Regions from separate parts of the Rattus norvegicus genome. Here region 2 is linked to region 1. A link is a contact called in public Hi-C data. All regions are on one chromosome and are shown on one strand. Each heading gives the region's core, a stretch centred on a gene start, on an enhancer-like site or on the middle of the called end of the contact. The rest is flanking DNA. Distances are from core to core; before and after follow the strand shown.

The links. Hi-C and Micro-C count contacts between places; a contact is called where the count stands out from the background.
Region 2: a contact with region 1 is called in a Hi-C map of psoas muscle, with 2.6 times the contacts expected there. The contact joins the promoter of Eya1 here to the enhancer-like site in region 1. A contact is called at or near these places in 3 of 12 Hi-C or Micro-C datasets (the Rat2 cell line, frontal cortex and psoas muscle).

The regions. Positions count from the first base shown.
Region 1 is chr5:9,572,465-9,576,843 of GRCr8, forward strand. No RefSeq gene overlaps it. Among named protein-coding and RNA genes, the nearest start is that of Eya1, 160 kb to the right of the region's middle. Within about 2 kb of position 2,442, at least 4 of the 93 cell types and tissues checked have an H3K27ac peak or open chromatin away from gene starts, as enhancers often do.
Region 2 is chr5:9,735,541-9,739,785 of GRCr8, forward strand. It overlaps Eya1 (EYA transcriptional coactivator and phosphatase 1), which reads left to right and starts at 2,975. Exons shown (of 18, transcript NM_001427021.1): 1 at 2,975-3,378.

The DNA of each region.
Region 1 (4,379 bases), core at 1,192-3,691:
TTCAGAGTTCCAGAGAAACTAACTGACCAGCGTTCTGAGCTGACACTCAGTTATCACAGGCCTTTGCCAGGGTCCTTAGCTTGGAAGGAAGCAGGGAAGATGGCAGCAATGAAGGATATAGGCAGAGATCACTGCCAATAGGAGGACAAATGCTCACCTCAGCAAAGTCCCGCTCCTAGGCTAGGACTAAGAATGACTTTCAGAAAGTACCCCCTTAAAAAGCCTCTGCTGCAGTGTTTAAAGCTTCTAATCTAAATTTCCAAATATATCTCCCCCTCCATCCCTCCTTCCCTCCCTCTCCCTGACTCCCTCCTTCCTTCACTCCCCCTTCCTCCCTCCCTCCTCTCTCTCTCTCTCTCTCTCTCTCTCTCTCTCTCTCTCTCTCCCTCACTCCTCTCTCTCTCTCTCTCTCTCTCCCTCACTCCTCTCTCTCTCTCTCTCTCTCTCTCTCTCTCTCTCTCTCTCTCTCTCTCTCATCTGCAGTTTGAGGAGGACATCTTCTCCTGGAAATGGTTTTAAATGTCTTTCTGTAGTATGTAGCAGAGGACCACAGCCCTCACAGCAGCCGAGAAGACAGGTTTTCAGTGATGGTAAAGAGGCAGCTACACCTTGACCTGCTCGGTTGCTTCACTGTTGTACAGAGAAAGCCTGAAATGGCCCCCAGGACCATTCTGTTTTGTCCAGGGTAGTTTGGACTCTTCCAGAAATTGTGTTCCCCCAGTTCCCCAAAGAGAAGGCTCTAGAAATTCTGTGGCCTTACTGGGAAAAAGAATTGATTTGTCCTCTGACCGGGACACTGGGGGTGGAGGGTATCATCTCGAAGCTACAGGGACCTGCATGCATACATTATGCCAAGACTAAGGCTATCAAGGTGGGTAGGCTGGAGGGGAGATATGGAGATGGGAATAGGGGAAGCTTCCTGCTGTGTGCCTTTAATGGCTTCACTCCTGGCAAGAAGTACAGGCTTAAGGTAGGGCAGTCTAATAATAATAATAATAATAATAATAATAATAATAATAACAACAACAACAACAGCAGTGACAGTAAAAACTAAAACAACAACAACAAAGGAGCATTGAGGACTTCATTCACTATAATTCTCTGCCCTTTTTAATAATAAAGAAACGATATGGGTCACAGTAGAGTTAAACCGCAGGATGAAGACCTAAGGAAAGAGAAAGGTTTTAACATCATTGGAATCAGACACTAAAATGTCCTCAGGCTTGCAACTACTGCATTGTATGTAGACTTGGTGCTTGCCTGGTTGAACAAAACAAAACAAAACAAAACAAAAACGAAAAACAAAACAAAACAGAAAAACAACCAAAACCAAAAACCACCCCAACTAGTCGTTTTGCTTCTGGTTGCATTAAAGGGGGTGCTCTAGGAGTCAGACTTGGGTGAGATCCTGAGTGTGGTACCGCCTGACTGGCTGTTCTTGCTTTAAACAATTTCCCGGTGGCTCTCCCTATGCCAGAAATTATTCTAGTTGGCCAGATGATCCTGAAGCTTACATAAAGTCTAGTTGTTAATCAGAACTGCAGGGCTGGTATCTTGGTTCCCTTCCTACTGTAGGATTTGTCATTCGTGGTGGCTGTGCCCTCTGCCTCTAGGAGCACCCAATGTTCAGCTTAGGGTCGGACAGGCCCTTTGGTCACTTCTGGGCAGGTCAGATGCTATTACTCTTCCCACCAAGAAGGCAAAACAAAATTGTGCGAGCTTATCTTAACCCCATGCCAACGACCAGACGCTACTGCAGGTTGAAAGAAAGAGCTCCTCGTCATCCTACTGTCTGAGCAGCCTAGGTTTCAAACCAAGTCTTTGCACCTAGCCAGGGAGCCAGGTATGCGGGCACCCTGAGTAAGGGACACTCCAGAGACTCCAGAGACTCAAGTACTCCCTCTTTCCAGCGCTGAGAGAGAGGACTCTAGTCAGCTGCGGCGGGACAACCCCAGAGCCCACTCCTCTGCCCACAACGCCAGGAGCTGCTGATTGAACTTCCTGCCTAACTCCCATCCAAATCTTTGGGACCCTTAACTACTGTTTCCTTCTAGGTCTCTAGCCACGGCTGCCGGAGGGGGTGAGTGGATCAAAGAGTGGACCTCTGGGCGACAGTGCCCCAGGAGGTCATGGAGAGCCTTGACGCACTGCAGCGCTCTCCTGGAAGCCTCCCGACACCTTCACACCACGGGCCTTTCTCGGGAGTTCGTGCTTCTGCCCGCCGCAGGTGACCCGCAGAGTCCGATGTCCCCCCGACCTCTTCAGGCTTCCCTTCTTCCTGAGGCCTGGGGATCCTCCCGGATAGCGCCTATCTGTATCTCCCGATTCCCGTTCCTTCCCCTAGCTCCCCACCCCACTCCCCGCCCTGCACCCCATCCAGGGTCTGTGAACCCAGGCGGGTGGCTGCGACACCGCGCTGACCTGCAGCAAGCAGCCACTGCGGAGCGTCGGGGTAGAGGCGGGGAAGGGAGGGAGGGGAGGGAGGAGCTGAAGCCGAAGAGAGGTGGGGGGCTGGAGCCAACTGATCTTCGGGCTAAGCAGAAGCAGCTGCTCGTAATAGACGCCGCCGGGAGCAGGCTGGTGTCCCGGTCCCAGAAGCTCGAGGGTACGCAGGGCGAGCGGGAGGGCCACCGAGGCGCTGCGAGCCGCCAGGCAGCTTCTCAGAACGCCGTGCTCACTGCAGACCAGTTCCATCCAGGATGGGCCAGAGTCCTAAGGGCTTCCCGGATCTGCCCTCTTCACTGGACCAGATGAAGTACCCGAATGAATTACCCCTTCTTCCCCCTAAAAGAGTCCCCTCCTTTCCCCCCGCTAGCAACGGAGGAAAAGATGCTATTCAAAGCTCTATAAGGTGGTGGCATCACAGATGCCCTTGAAGATCCCTTCAGCTCTTTTCTTCACAACCCCGCAAAATCCAGAAGCCTTACTGTTTCTTTAGATCTTTAGGTCTAGCTGCAAGGAATTGCTTTACTCTCAAGCATCTCTTAGGTTACCTCTCCCCAAGAACTTCACACAGTCAAAATAAGGAAATGGCTGGTTCCAGGTGCTTGGCATATTAGCAAGTGTTTGTAAATGAACATTTTTTTGGAAACGTTGGGAAAATTCTATCGCGGAGATAAATCCACAACAACCCATAACTGATTTCTATCATTTTATCTCTCCATTTATCTACCTAAATGCAAAACCCGGGATTCTCTCTAGTATGCATAAACCACAAGCATTTGGCACTTGTGCCATGATTTATTCCCATACATCCATGAATTGGCATCTGGCCTTAAAATCTACTAAATTCATGCTTGGGCCCTGGAAAAATGAAACCAAGATATGCCTTTCGCATTTACATTTCATGTGTTATGTTTTGTTTTTCTTAACTGGAAGAAACTTCTGTAAACATTCTCTCTCTCTGTCTCTCTCTCTGTCTCTCTCTCTCTCTTTGTGTGTGTGTGTGTGTGAGAGAGAGAGAGAGAGAGAGAGAGAGAGAGAGAGAATAATGAAATTTTATTGACCCCCAAATATAATCAACCTTGAATTTCTTTGGGTGTTTACCCCGCCTAGAGTTTTTACTGCAGTCTTACCGACATGTTTTGCTTAATTCAAGCCATGCTAGAGAAGAAAAGCAAAACTCTGTTTTTGTTGGGAAATCGTTGTTGACTTTTCTAAGCCCTCAATGTGACAGAAAGGGTGGTAGTTCTCCAGCTTTGCAATGAAGTGTGTTTGATTTGAATTCAAAGAATTCAGCTTTGTTGACAATGTTTGTCTTTTTGACTCACTCACAAAAATATGTCCTTTCGTTTAAAAAAAAGATAAATTAGCCAAAAGACACCGCTTCTAGAAGTAAGCCACTCCCCCGCCAACCTGTTTTTAAAGACGCAAAAGCTACAAAAGGTGTCTTCATTTTCTCTACTTCTTAAGAGATGGGAGTCACTATTAATGAATGAAATTCGAATATCCGGTTTGAGGAAGTCGACACATCTCTTAATCTTGAGTTTAGACAAAGGCGCTGTTCATATCTCTTGGGGGGAACTATCTCCAGCATCGAAAAAGCGTTGCCAACAGCATCTCTCTCTCTGAGAGGTCTCCGAAGTAACCCACAGACATTTCCAGTTGCCGTTGCTGCTAAGTTGAATGCGGCCGTGCTGTTGAAACCACTGTCGTCTAGTTTCCACTTTTATCGGACAAGCGGGGCTGGAAAGAGCTAAAACAATTTATACTGGAGAAGAAAAATAAGGAAGGCTCAGGCTATTCTGGTTCCTACTTTCACTTTTCTCCCCGCCTCCCCCTCCCCCTCCCATCCAATTTACAGAACCACGTGTGGGGTTCTACATCTCCTTCCTCAGTTCTCCAGTTTCTTATACAGTTTGGGTTTGAGGGGTTTTTTG
Region 2 (4,245 bases), core at 1,725-4,224, 160 kb after region 1:
TATTTTGGTATATTTTCTTTCCCAGTATACTTCCAACAGTTTAAATTGTGAGACATTTTAATCCTGTGAGAGGAAGGATGCCAATCACTTCGCTTTGGGAGAAAAGGTGTCTGTCTTTAAAGTGCTAATTAAATTATGAAACTCACTGACTTTCCTCCTGAGAAACAGTCCTCTCTAAAGAGTTTTATGAGCAGAGATATTAGGGGAAAAGCCTTCCCAGGGTGGTGTGGGTGCTTAGTCCATCGGGGTAAGCAGGAATAGGAGGAGAAGACATCTTGTACTGGAAACATCACAGCCCTTCAATCCCTTACCATTCCTGGAATGGACGGAGAGTCTCTTACTATGCCTTGGGCCTGATTTTCTCAGCATTTCTTATCATTGTAGTTGATGTAGTTAATTAGCTCTTTGCTCCCGTAGGTGGAGAAAATGTTCCCTTGTATTGTTGCAAGGTCTTTCTTGCATTTGACCTTGTCTAAGGACATTTGTCGATTTTTGTGAGCACATCTTTATTTAAAATTCTGTCCTAATCTAAAGGTACTGGAAAGTTTTATGAAAATGACAGATGCCTGCTGTCTAAGTGGGAGCTTATCCAGCCCAGAGCTGCCCTGGCCGATCAAACCTGCTTGGCAGCAGAGTGTCATAGGAAGATCTTTGCATCTCTCTTAGGGAGTCAAACATCCCATTCAGACTGAACTTGCCAGCAAACTTTCCTCAGCCTTTTGTAAGCTCTAGGGCTGATTTAGGAAACAGTTTGGTTCTTTGTGGTATGTGATCAAGTTATATAATTATAGTTGATGAAAATTCCATAATATTACCTTTTGGTTATTTACCATAGAATATCGTATTTTAGATTCAAGCTGCATAAGGAATAATTACCATATATTTGGAGTATGGAGCTAGTAACCGGACAAAATTTATAGATAAACATGTGATTCTTTTGAATACATTTTAGTTTTGCTTAAGAAAAAGGAAACTATTTAAGAGTGGTAAATGTGCACTGGCTATTTCTTCTAACCAGTGACTAAGCTGTGTGTTACATAATTATGAGGTATGAGCTATATTATATCCATTAGTGGTCACATTAAATTCATCATATCTTTCCTAATTTATTCATAATTACATGAGTCATTTCTTTGAAGGCATTTTGTTTGGTTATTTAAATAAGAATTATTGAATTTTATTACAAAAGTGCATGTAATATGATAAATGTGACTGTAACACAGGCAAGTAACTTGTATGTAGGGTTGACATGCTATTTCTGCCGCTTCGACTTCACATGGTCTGCACATTCTGGATTCTCCAATATAATCTTTTATGGATTGGATGAATAGCATTTTAGCAAAACATGCCTAAAATAATTTAACCCATGGGAAGCATGAATGCAGTAGCCGAATGTAAAGTTTAATCCAGAGGTTAAATTTTATGTCTTGGGGAACTTAGTACCAAATCTAAGTGCAAAAGAAGTTACTGTCTGGGTGCTGCAATAAAAATAGAACTAATGTAGCATAGACTTTACCTGGCTACAATAGTAACAGGCTGTCTTTTTCTGCACAGGGACTTTGGTATGTTGACTAACTGACACTTCTGGTCTGAGAGAGTGCTGTAGGTGGTAACTTAACTCTATTTCTGCTGCATAGATGATCCAATAGCAATCAACCGTTTTCTGACCTGGCTTCCCAAATATGATAGAATCACGGCCCATAATTCCTTGCTGGTACTACACAAGATGAATTCTAGGTGAGTCTGCAGTTTAAGCAGTCTCTTAGGTTTGACAAAGCGTTCCTTTACAAGGAATTTAGACTGGCATCCTCTGGAGGGGAGAAGAGAGAAGGCCTGTATGGAATTTTGGTCCTTAGAACCATTTAGTTGGGTTTCGTTTGTATCATCTGCCTGGTTCTTTCATTTCCTAGTTAGCAGAGCCAAGGTAAGACACACCTATCTCCTTTATTAGCTGATGGGAGTTACTGTGATTTTTAAAAAAAGGCTCATACCAAGGTGAGAAATTAAAAGAAGGGAGACATTTTTTTAAATAAAAAGAGCACATAGAATAGAAATATTGGCAATGACAAAAATTTCTTTTTAAAATGAGTATACAGACTTTATTTCAGAGAGAGTGTTAGTTTGCGTCTGCATTTAAAATGTGGTACAGGACGGACAAGATATTAGTCCATACAAGGAGATGCATTCTTTCAAGATTCCGAATCATCACAGTGGCTAAGCCCCTGACTTGGATCACCGCCTAACTCACAGATTCTGAATTGATTAAGGATATGAGTTTTTCAAAGGATAAGTCGCAAAGCAAGTCCCAGACTAAACGAATCTCTTCTCGAGACCCATTTAAAAATGTTAATGGTGAAATATTATCTGGGTCCTAGCCAAAGAACTGAAGCCTTTGGCCTTCTAGCAACCCTTGCAGAATCCTCAGCCAGGCTTTCATTGTTAAGCTGCTAATAGCTAACACGTTTGCCCATTTTCCTTCAACTTCATAGAAACGGCTTTTTTTATCTTCTCCAGACCTGTAAATAGGTAGGTACTTTAGGAAAATTTGTGGAAAGTATCCGTTCTCCTAACTTTCAGGTCCTCGGGAAAAAAAAAAAGTATTGAAAAAGTGTAAAAGATAACGTGCAACTACTCCCCAAAGATCTTAATTGGGAGCTACTGGCGCGGGAGGATGTGTGTGTGTTGACAGAGGTTCCCACAAGTTCTTCCCCCACAGCTGTTTATTCAGATATCATGGGGCGCGTCATTTACATAATAAATTTTTTTTTAAAGCAGCGAGGTTGAGTCAGACCATGCTCTGCTCCTCTCAATTGTTGCATTTAAACCAATAAGGTTAGGACAAGAGACTAGCTGTGGTTTGCGTTGCAAAAACAAAACAAAACAAAAAGCCCCGAGGCTTCGTGGGCAGACCTACAAGGCTGCGCAAACAAATCGGGGGGGATGAGATTGTGCCCTTTCTTTGTCTAGGCGTCTCAGATGCTATCTGCCGCTGCCGTTCGCCGGGGCGCAAAGCCGTTCCCAAACAGACCGCGGCGAGCTGATGGCTCCGAGCTTGCGGCGAGGTAGCGAGTGTGCAGGGCCACTTCCGACTGGAAGCCTTCCTGTGGCGGTGCGCGGTGGCGGGGTCCTTCCTGGGGAAGGCGATCGCGCTCAGTCGCTCCGCAGCCCGAGACTGCAGCAGCGCCCGGGCGCTGTCCCCGGGAGCCGGGCAATCCCCGGCCTCCGCGCTCCGCTGCCAGACGCGCCACAGCGCCTCTGAGAGCTCCCGGGTCTCCGCGTTCCTGCCCAGCAGCCAAACTATGTCAGGAATGGAGGTCTGCTAACACAGAAAACTCCAAGGAGCACACTAAACCGGTGGGAGCAGCAGATGTGAGCTCTGTAAGTACAAGCTGGTGTTTGAAAAACTGTAATGACCAAGAACAACTGTCGGGTGGACAAAGTCCGAGATAGCCGGAGCGCTTTATTAGTGCTTTGGTGTGTTTTCAAAGAAAAAAAGCACTGCGGCTTGGGGAAAACGATAACACTTTGTTCCTAGGACTTTAGTAGCCACGGGGTTCCGTGGTAAAAGTGTAATCTTTACCCTCCAAATGATCGGAGCCATTAGGATCATTAAAGGATCATTGCAAATTAACTACTTTTGTTATGATCTTGATAAATAAGTAGAACACTGGGTAATATTCTCGGACCGGGGCGGGGGATGGTTATTTCATGTCTTTTCGAAATTGCTGCACTAGCTCCGGAATACTATTGAGTGGTATTGAGCAGGGTTCTATCCGTACATGGATGTATAGGTACGAAAGGTATACTTAGTGGTGTGTATTACACAGATGACTTTTTCTACGGCTAGGGTGATAAATGAGAAAAGGTTTCCGACAGGAAACAAAGCAGATGAACAACGAACTAAACACCGTGTTTCAAGAAGGATGCCTTTTTGTTCCAAAGCAAATTTACCAAAAGCTATATTAAGCGGGCTCATCTTCAGTATGCGATACAATAAGTCTTTCGCCCCTTAGTGCATTTCTCTCTGGCCTTTTATGGGATTTGAGTGCACATGGGAGCTAAACTCCACAGTTTGAAACTTTTGAATATTCGTGTAAAGCACTGACCTTCAAAATCAGTATTTGAATCGCTAGCAACCCATAGGCTTACACTTCTTGGGAGGAGTTTTGAAGACATTTAAGCATAACATTTGTAAGAATTCAATAAATTCTGAACTGTCACTGAGTTTAGACGAGCATTTTTAAG